Regions from separate parts of the Hordeum vulgare genome. Here regions 2 and 3 are each linked to region 1. Evidence: chromatin contacts called from public Hi-C data. All regions are on one chromosome and are shown on one strand. The core of a region is the stretch at or near the end of the contact, and the rest is flanking DNA. Distances in the headings are between cores, read along the strand shown. Region 1 holds the start of LOC123406989 (putative E3 ubiquitin-protein ligase UBR7). Region 2 holds the start of LOC123407210 (cyclic nucleotide-gated ion channel 1-like). Region 3 has its middle 110 kb from the start of LOC123407210.

Region 1 (3,373 bases), core at 273-2,772:
CTAAACTGCAAAAAATTGAAGCAGAAAAAATTAGCTTCTTTACTTACTGTACATATATAGTAAAATTTCAGTAAAAAGAGTTTCATAATTCAGTAAAAATTACTCTACGCGGGAATAGTAATACTCCTATGGTATCTAAACCGTACTCTATCTTAACCCAACAAGTAAACATCAACTCCTACAGGTTACTGGTGGTGAAAAGCTATGCAACCTAGTCACACACTTTGTGTGGTTAGCGCAACTGTCAAAGCATCGTCAGATTTGTCCATCGGTTAGCCAACAACTTCACTTGAGGAAAATTCATATTCCATGAGCAGAAATGCAGACTGAATTTTTTACACACACTGAATTCCATTAGCAGAAATACAACGAGCACTCCTACTCCAAATCACATCACTCTAGACCACAAAAGGGATTTATTCTTCTACAGCTACAGAGTAATGATTTACTCCTACTCCAAATCACAGTACTCCTTGCCATCACAAATCACAGTACTAACACTTTGTGGGATTGCTAGAAATTTGACATGGAGCTGGTAATGGTGTGGTAGCAGTCGCCTACCTGGAGGGAGTCCCCAACATTGACGAAGAGGGAATCGGGGTCGCCATCCGCCGCAGCATGCCGCGGTTCTCCTCCGCCACGCCGAGCTCATCCGCCATCAGCTCCAGCACCCGCGCTCCCACCTCCCGCACCGCGTCGGTGTACTCCTCGAGCGCCGCCCACAACGACGGCGACGGACCTAGAGCCGACGGACAACAAGATGTAGTCGAGCCAACCCATGTCACCGTTGCTGCCGTAGCCGAAGGGCCGCGCCGACGCCTCCAGCTTGTCGTCGTGCGACAACGCGAAGAAGATCCCGCCTTGCTGATGCGAGATCCGGCGATTCGTCGCCGGCTTGGAACAAAAGGTTCGATTTTTTGTGGAACACAGAAGCGAACCGAGGTCGCGACGCCAAGGCGAGGCGATGTGGCGGAGAGGCAAGGGGAGTGGCGAGATCTGAGAGGAGGACGTCGGCCGGCGATGGAGAGGTGTGGGGAGAGGCGATAGTTGAGAGGAGCCCGGCGGTCGATGACGGCGACGACGAGGCGATAGCTGAGAGGGGTGAGGAGAGTGAGTGCGGGGAGCAGAGTGACAAAGACGAGTCGGGAGTGCGGATTGAATACAAAAAACGAGGTTGTTTCTGCAAAATGACCAGGTGCGATAGATTTCCGGGACGGAGGGAGTAACTTATTGTGTTGGATGTGTTTGCAAGGACATTTTATCTTGGCGTGTGGAAGCTTGCTCACGGAGGCAGTGTGCATGGTTTTTCTTTGTCACTACAGATTCTCTTCGCGTTGCTCTCCTTCGTGCGACGGCGGGCTCCTCGGCCGTCCAACCGCGGTGGCGGGAAACCAAAAGCCACGCCTCCCGCCCTCTAAAAACAAAACAAAAATATCCACTGCGCGCGATCTTCCCACTGACACGTCGCACCCACCCTCCCAACCCCACATATCAGCCAGACGCGCGCCAAACCAGCCGCGTCCGCCGTCCCCACCCAGAAACCCTCTCCCCATCCGCATCACCTCTCCCCCGGAGATTCGCGGAGGCAAAAAAAGACGCATTAAAATCTCGCCTCCGCCATTCCTCCCTCCCATATCCGCTCCCCCCAAACCCCAATCTCCGAGCACGCACGCACGCAAGCGAGCCCAGCGCTTCCGCTCCGCACCGCCACGCACCAAACCCTAACCCTAGGTCGGCCATGGCCGGCGACGGGATCGACGCCGCCTTCGAGGACGAGGTGGAGCCGACGGTCACCATCGGCGAGTACCTGGACGGCATCGAGGCCGAGGAGCTGGTAACCCCCCCACGACCACGCGCTCTCGCCATCCGCTGCCGTTTTTTAGCACGATCTGGCGGTGCTCACCTTTTGTTTGCCATACCCTAGGAGGCGGATTTGGTGCTGGGCGGGGACGACGGCAACGAGTGCACCTACGGCGCCGGCTACCTCAAGCGCCAGGCCGTCTTCTCCTGCCTCACCTGCGTGCCCGACGGCGTCGCCGGGGTCTGCACCGCCTGCTGCCTCGCCTGCCACGACGGTCATGAGGTGATCCTCTCCCATCTTCTAGAGAGCCATTTGCTTTAAATGGAGATTTGCTGTTCGCTTGAACTTCAGCTACCAGTACGAAGCTGGATCAGCGTTCATAGGGGTCTGAAAAGTGAGCAGCCAACGAAATGAGGGTGAATAGTATTTGGGGGAATTGTGGATCTAGATTTCCTGCGAGTACCTTTGTGTTGTTATTCCCGATTGATTATGCGCTGTGTACGAGGGGCATTTTTTTTAGGGTGTACCTGAATCGTCAGCAACTCATAGACGTTTTTAAGTAGTTTACTGAGCTGTGACATGCTGTTCTCTGGATTGTTCATGGTTTTTGGTGCTTTATGCTGCATATGAAGTGCATGCAAGGCTGCCAGTGCATTTGAGATTTATTTTGTTTAGTTCAACTGATGGAGCCTACAATAGTTACCATAAAAGGATCCTAGTCAGTCAACCTAGGATCCCAGTTTACTAAGCACTTTCCTGGTATTTTACAATGACCATTGCCATGGTGCTTAGATAGTGACTTGAATGGGTTTATCCACTTCTCAGTTCTGACCTATATTTTTAAGGCGTCCAGGCGCTCAAAGCGCGAGGCAAGGCGATGCCTTAGTCAATTTTTATTAGGCGCTAGGGGGACTAATATGGCAGCCATAAGTAGACATAAAACTGATTCATACCTTGAATTTCCTGGTTGTTGAGCCCACATAGCATCCATTCCTCCCATCCTGTTTCCCATTTCTTCCTTCCACAATAGAAATCTGCATAAAGATGAACATATATCATATATGGTTAAAACTAGGCTTAATTAATAGACCACCATTGGTAAAAAAAAGAGTAAATGACAGAACAAGTGCAAAACAAGATGACAAACATGAGTGCATTACATATTACATAAACTAGGTCCGCAACACAAAATAAATTAGGTTCACAACATAAATTAGGTTCCAAACCCACGATCATAAGCAAGGCTGTCCACTCTCAATTCTCAATAGCCATCATCGAACTCATCCATGGTAGCATTTGTGTTGTCTTCGCCATCTCGGTCAGCAGCAGTTTGATCTTCATCATTATGGGTCACATCAACATCATCTTGAAGAAAGTCTGAATCATCATCCTTTCCATTGGGGATACTTGATTGTTGTTCTTGGTCATCCTCTTCATCATCTTCATGAAGAAATGTTGGGGACGGAGCAGCCCTTTTGCGCTGCCTTTGGTACTGGACATTAACATTTGAGCCCCCCCTTGCCATGGTGCTAGCTCTAGGAAAGTTGCGACCTTGCAGCGACGAACTTGCAC
Region 2 (3,373 bases), core at 390-2,889, 710 kb before region 1:
CTGTTTTGGTTAACTATAGTTATCCATAGGATGGCACTTTAGTTACTCGGAATAGTTGCCATGTGTGTTTACGTAGTTATCACATGTGGTCCAACTATAGTTGTCATATATGGTTAATCGTAGTTGCCTTGTAGTGGTTGCCACGTACACACAATTGCAGTTGCCATTTAGCAACGAATCATAGTTTCATGTGAGTTTACCTGGTTGTCCCGTACGCGCAACTGCAATTTCCATCTAGCAACATACGAGCGTTCTGTGGACGAAGAACAGTTCGCCCACATGTGCGTGGACTAGATAATGACTGTGGACAGAAACTGGTTCACCCACATGGTGCAGCTATCTACCTCGTGTTGTGGGTCGTGTGACGAACTCTCCAAGGTCCACACACGATGATGTCTACGTGACACTGAACTTTTAACGATTTTTTTAAGAGCATGGTTAATAATACAACCAACAATCCGTTATAAGGAGTTGTCATGTCATATACAGTCAACCTAATAGCCAGCATATACAATAGTAAATTTTAGATGTACTACATTAGTAGTAGTTGGCCCACCTTACAATCTCACAAAGTGTCTTGCGTCTCATGTTGCAGCTGGCTACTCGCCAAAAGCCCGCTTCTCTTCTTTCTTCTCCTCTCTCTTTCCTCTAACTAAGCAAGAATATAATATTATCTCTCCCTAATAATAAAGCGCCGACTGTTTCTGTCGTCCGTCGCGCCACTTTTACAAAAAGCCCCCGACGTTTCCTGAAATCAACCTGCAGTCCAGATTTAAGTCAGAAAACGAATCGTTTTTTGCATTTTTCGGAAAACCCCCTGATGTTTCAGGTAATCAACCCGCAGTCCGGATTTAAGTCAGAAAACAAAACATTTTTTTGCATTTTTCAGAACACCCCCTGATGTTTCAGGTAATCAACCCGCCCTCTGTATTTTAACAAAAAACCCTGACTTTTCAGTTAATCAGTCCACATTTTATCTAAAACAAAATTATCCATATCTTTTAAACCGTAACTCTGATTTTAACACGTTATATATGAAATTTGATTAAAATAATGTGTAGAATCTAAATAGGATGTTATTTTTAGCTGTTGAATACTTCTTAAATATTATTTTTGATGCAAACTTAATTTGTAGTGCACGGTCCTTTTTTTTCTCTCTTTCCGGCGACGATACGAATTGCAATAAAGATCCATTAACTTAAAATCAAATTGAGAGAAAAGAAAACATTGTTAACCACGCATGCACATCTTTGAAAAACCTTGTGGGAAGAAACAACATATTTCTCATCTTATTCCGAGTGACTGTACATTCAAACGCGTTTTCGTTGTGTGAGCACTAAAGCCATTGTCGGCAACACAAATGTGATGCCATGTGAAAATATATTACGTTCAGAGCATGCGTTATTTTCTCTTCCGTTGCAACGCACGGACTCTTTTGCTAGTAATTCTTATAGCCTGTTTATGTCACTTTATTGTACTTGCTCTAAGATTCGTGCAAAATAGATTTAAGGTGAATCCTTATGGATAAAGTGTAAAACGTTATTATTTGGCTTAATTAATGATTTGGAACTTGGCCGGCGTGCTGGACGCCTGGACGGGGTAGACTAGGCAAGGTCATTGTGGAGTCCACCACGAGGGGCTCCACGGCCACCCACCTTTCCCCTTTGGTCCCCTTCGTCCTCCAGTCCACGACGACCACCATTCCGCGGCAACTACCACCATGCCGCATGACCGCGAAACCCCGGTCTCCCCTGCCATTCCATCCCACCGCCCGTCTCATTCCCCTCCGTCCACCCGCCAGCCCGCCTAACACGGCGCAAGGGGGGAGAGAGAGAAAACCCTCTTCAAACCCTAGGTAAGCTCCCTCCTCCCCTACTCGGGCCTGTTGCAGTTCTGTCCGCTCCGTCTTACGATTCCGCGGCGTGATCCTGTAAGCGCTTAGCTCCGGCGTGTGATTTTTCGGCGAGCTGGCGGCTTCTGCGCGCCGCTGCGGGAGGAGCATGATCGTACTGTAGTCTCTCTAGTGCTTGCGTCTTTCTGTCTGTCGTTAATTTCGATTTTATCTAGTTTGAGCATCGAAGTTAGGCTGTGTTGCTCTGGCTGTAGAGGTTGCGGGTTTGGGTTTGTGGTTGCCAAGTGTTAGGCGGAACCATGGGTGCTAGAGGGTTAATTTCAGGCGAGGCTAAATTTGGCATTTTAACGTTATACTCTGCTATACTTTTGTCCGTCGCAGCAGCAATTGGGTTTGTTTTGAAAGGAACAATCTAATTATTCTATAAGGTGACTCTACGTACACGGACGATTGTTTTGTTCTTATATGTACTGTGTCTTTGGTTGTGGCCAAACTGGATGCCCATGGAAAGTGAGCCATGTTGGAAAAACCTTTGCATCTATTTCTATGGTATTTATACTCACTGCATAGTTACCTTTATCTGTCTGGCAAACTTTAACCACCTAGTAGTTTGACGGTTATCCCTTATAAAGTATACCAAGGGATCTGAGTACCCTATACTGAATCACCATTTATCATTTTATTTGGTAATCTGGTTGACAGTATTTAAGCTACCTCGCTGGACATTTCTGTCAGATGTATTAGGGGATTGTTGTCTTGTTGATGTAGAAAGTTCTTGTTTGTTGCTCTTACTTATACTTGATAATCAACAGGGAACTCAATGTATGCAAATTCCAAACCTTGAAGAATTGATCTACCACTCTTAGCTGCTAACTGTTCGCCTGGTGGAGATAATGATGGAAAGAGAGGACAGATATGTTAGGTAAATTTCTTACCCCCCCCCCCCTTCCCTGTTGTTTGAGAAGTTTCCATAGAACAATGGTTTGTCAAACTTGCATCCTCCAGCTCTTTGTTATAGCAAGTTAGCAACGAAACACATGATTTTTGAGGAATTAATGCAACACATGTGAATAAGAGTACATGGAACTGTGGTGTCTCTACTTTCATCATACAATGGTTTGATTGGTCCCTCTACCTCAAAATGTGTAAAGGATGAACCACTGAAGAAAACTTCATGGTATGACGGTTCTGAGTTTTTTGTCTGGCTTGATGATATGTGCAGATTTCAGGACTGCAAATCAGAGCAATCTGTTATCTCAGAGAACGCAGTTTCACCACGCAGACATTGTGTATTTAGATCACTTAAAGAAAGAACTGGTGGATTATTTGCATTTCTTGGAAACTTTTTGCGTTCTGAAACCTTGAAGAGATCAATGCTGGAAGACCGGAAGTCCATGCAAAATGTTTTTCACCCTCAAGGACCATTTCTGCAAAGATGGAACAAGATATTTGTATTATCATGTATTTTTGCAGTCTCTGTGGACCCATTGTTCCTCTATATCCCGGTTATCAATGATAAAA
Region 3 (3,373 bases), core at 399-2,898, 600 kb before region 1:
CATAAAAATGCATGATTAAATAAAATAAAACATGTTCAAATGACACCGGTCATAAACAACTCAAGCAACATCATCATTCTTGTGAAGATCGTCGCCGCCACCACTCACCCAAGCACCTCGATCACCATCATCCACATTGATCGAAGAATGAGCACCACCATCTTCAACAACTTGGACCAGAGAATGAGCACCACCATCATGATGAACTCCATTTGCCTAAGCATCACCACTTCCTCCACCTCCCCAAAATGCCGAAGGCAACACCACCTCCACCATCATGGCCCAAGCCACCACTACCGCCATCATTGCCCAAGCCACCACCATCTCCAAAACCGTCTCCACCACCCTTGCCCAAGCCAACATCACTTCCAAACCTCCACCACCAATGTTGAAGCCACCACCACCTCCAAACTCACCACCACCAACATTGTCGAAAGCAAAACCCACTCCAAACCCCACACCACCACCTACACTGCCCAACCCACTGGCCATAAGATTTTGAAGCTATGTGTTTCTCCGGCACATGATCTCCATTCTTTTCCATCCCCCAAATTATTTTGTCATTGCATCCATGCCCTTCCGATTCATCATCATGAACTGGTCCTCCTTGGCGGTCCTCTCGTCCCTCCACTTTTGCTCCCCCAAGGCAATATTGCGCTCCTCGAAGGCACATCTTTTACCCCACTTCTCCTCCTTATGCTTGTCTTTCTTCCCAGCATCCCCACTTTAGCATACCAATGATTGATTCCACTTCCACTTGGCACTGGTGGTGGAAGATGTTGGTGCGACGCTGGAATGCACAGCTGAGGGAGGCATAGGAGGACGGAGTGGCATAGATGGTTGCGGCGATGCATGAAATGCGGCGCTCGATGACCGCAGGTACTCCATAGGGTCGTTGGCGGCATGGCGAGGCCGAACGTTGAGGGGCTGGCGAGATCGAAGGCGGTGGCGGCAAGTGGGGCAGGAATGAAAGGCAAAAAGAGGGAGGGAAATCGTAGATATGGCAGTCTCAACCCGGACTCCGCAAGATCTCACAAAAACTATTAGTGGAAGATCGATTTGACCGAATTTGTCTCCGGAGAAAAAAACGTTCTCCTCCGCTATATCGATGATAATTTTAACGGACGGTCTATTTTATAGGATCTGCTAGAGATGCAGTAAGTCTCGAACGTTGGGATTTTGGCAAATCAAACATTTTTATGATAAACTTTAGTTGATGTGAGGATGACAACCAACTAAACTTGTCATCGTCGCGTCAACTAGAGTTGCAGTAAAAAACATTCGATTTGCCATGTGTGAAATTCAAACTTTCAGGATTTATCATTTCTGAAATTAAAATAGCGACATTCGTCAGTTGCGTACTATGCAGAATTTGAATTGTCATCCTCATCTTGCATAAACTATGCGCAGTCTTGGCCTCTTGCTCTTTGGGTACACCAGTCACCGAAACGTTGGCAGGTTTCGTTTTCCCGTCGTTTCAGAAACGTGGCAACGACCCCGGGAACGATGATTGGCCGTCAATCCATCAATGACATGTCGTGAGGAGCCGCTTCTTCACGTCCACATCCGGATGGACGACGTCGGCACATCCACATCTTATCCACTGATCGCGTCCGTTTCCAATCCCATTGCACCATCTATGCAGCAGACTCGCCAACATGGCAAACTCACCACCATGCATGCATGGGAGACAAGCACATGATCTCTTCCGTGCATGGCTGTGCTGCAGGAAAATGAGGCGCACCAAACTTGAGGCTCCCACCGCGTGCCTCACGTAGTTGTCACGTATTTATCGATCACATGGTCGTGTCCGGAAAGAGAAAGAAAATTGTGGATATGCGTAAACTATTGAAGTTGCAAGGGATATGTCCACATGTGCGACCTATTACCTAACTAAAGTTGTATGCGTGTATGGCGCCTCATCCGCTTGAAGCCTGCAACCAAGCGTTAGCTTAGAGCAATTCTAGCAGACCCTTTATATCGTGGACCTGTATCACGTGTTTACAGTTCACGCAAAACGTATTTTGCAGTTTGACACGGGTCACAATAGAACAGACCCTGTATTGCAAAACTGTAAAAGAGAACATTCACATACCAAGTGATATTTGTTGAATTTGACCCATATATCACACAGAACACAAAAAACTGAATTATACATAAAATCAAATAAATATCTTTTAATTATCCAAATCATAGATTACAATAATTATTAAAATCACCGAATTAAAGTAATAATTCAATGCACAAATTGTTCCGAAGACAACAATGATACAAATCATACATGAATTAAAATTAATTAATAGAAAAATGGCAGTAACTACTGTCCATGCCTTTGGCAATGAATATTCGTCGGCATAGTCTGCCGGAACGTCATATGCAATCACCCGCATAGCTGTCAAGTTTTTTTATATGCAATAAAACCCTTCAAGCCAACGACGTTTCTCCTTTAAGTAAAAAATCGAGAATTTGTCTCACAAGCTTGCACTAATTTTATGAAGAGGGATCGACGCATTCAATACCTTCTTTGAAAGAGGTACGGTGGATATGTTGGATTCTCCGCAAAGTAGTCTTGCTTGAGCATCTCGTTTCTAAGATGGCGGTTGCGAGGGATACAAAGACGGTCAGTGGTCGATCCTTGCCGCCTCTTCCGATTCCGATCTTCGTGCTCCTTCAAAGGAAGCACCACCACCACGATTTGCTGCCGATGTCTCTCGAGCAACGATTCTATGTCTGATTCGTCCGGCAAGGACGAATCCTTGAGCAAACATTTCTTCCAAGGGCTCAAATTCATCTTCAAAATGGCACACCCGAGCTCGTATAAACGGATTTTCTTCTCCAGATCGACCGCTATATCAAACTAGAAAAGGGCACGAAAGGACTAACCGGCGATGGGCTAGGGGAGGCGGCGACTCACGAATCCATGGCGGAGGCAGGCCAGGGGCGGCGTCGACATGGTGAGTCCGTGGCGGCAGCGGCTAGGCAGCGGTCGGTCTCGGACGACGAACTCCCGGGGGGCGGCGAGGTGGCGCGGTGGAGCGGGGTTTGGCGGTGTGATTCCGGTGACGAATATGGCCGAAATCGCAGGCGACGGGCGGGGCGGTGGCGATGCCGGGTGGCTGCGGGATCGAAAGGGGAACACGCAAGGGCTGAAGTGTCCCTTCCGACAACCGTTTTTGCGAGATACTGGGGGCCAACGAGATGGGAGAAAAACTGTGTATTCACGCGTCGGAGAGGCAAATTTACCGCGCCCTTTAAAAAATTGCGGGTCGGGGGGATATAAGGGGTCTATTCGGGTTACTTTTTCAGCGCGGAAGTGTATACTAGCGGTTATTTTGCAGGTCAGGGGATATAACGGTCTGATAGAGTTGCTCTT

Evidence for each region. A called contact is a pair of places that touch in the nucleus more often than the background predicts.
Region 2: a contact with region 1 is called in a Hi-C map of leaf, with 2.3 times the contacts expected there. The contact joins the promoter of LOC123407210 here to the promoter of LOC123406989 in region 1. A contact is called at or near these places in 4 of 6 Hi-C or Micro-C datasets (leaf and seedling).
Region 3: a Hi-C map of leaf shows a contact between it and region 1, with 3 times the contacts expected there. The contact joins the enhancer-like site here to the promoter of LOC123406989 in region 1. A contact is called at or near these places in 2 of 6 Hi-C or Micro-C datasets (leaf and seedling).

Annotation. Positions count from the first base shown.
Region 1 is chr7H:452,690,575-452,693,947 of MorexV3_pseudomolecules_assembly, forward strand. It overlaps LOC123406989 (putative E3 ubiquitin-protein ligase UBR7), which reads left to right and starts at 1,523. Exons shown (of 5, transcript XM_045100012.1): 1 at 1,523-1,834; 2 at 1,925-2,083. The coding sequence starts at 1,739.
Region 2 is chr7H:451,978,602-451,981,974 of MorexV3_pseudomolecules_assembly, forward strand. LOC123407210 (cyclic nucleotide-gated ion channel 1-like) reads left to right here and starts at 1,640. Exons shown (of 8, transcript XM_045100289.1): 1 at 1,640-1,855; 2 at 2,665-2,774; 3 at 3,075-3,373. The coding sequence starts at 2,746.
Region 3 is chr7H:452,087,348-452,090,720 of MorexV3_pseudomolecules_assembly, forward strand. No RefSeq gene overlaps it. Among protein-coding and RNA genes, the nearest start is that of LOC123407210, 110 kb to the left of the region's middle. Within about 2 kb of position 1,649, at least 2 of the 3 cell types and tissues checked have open chromatin away from gene starts, as enhancers often do. A contact at or near this core is called in leaf, where this site is marked.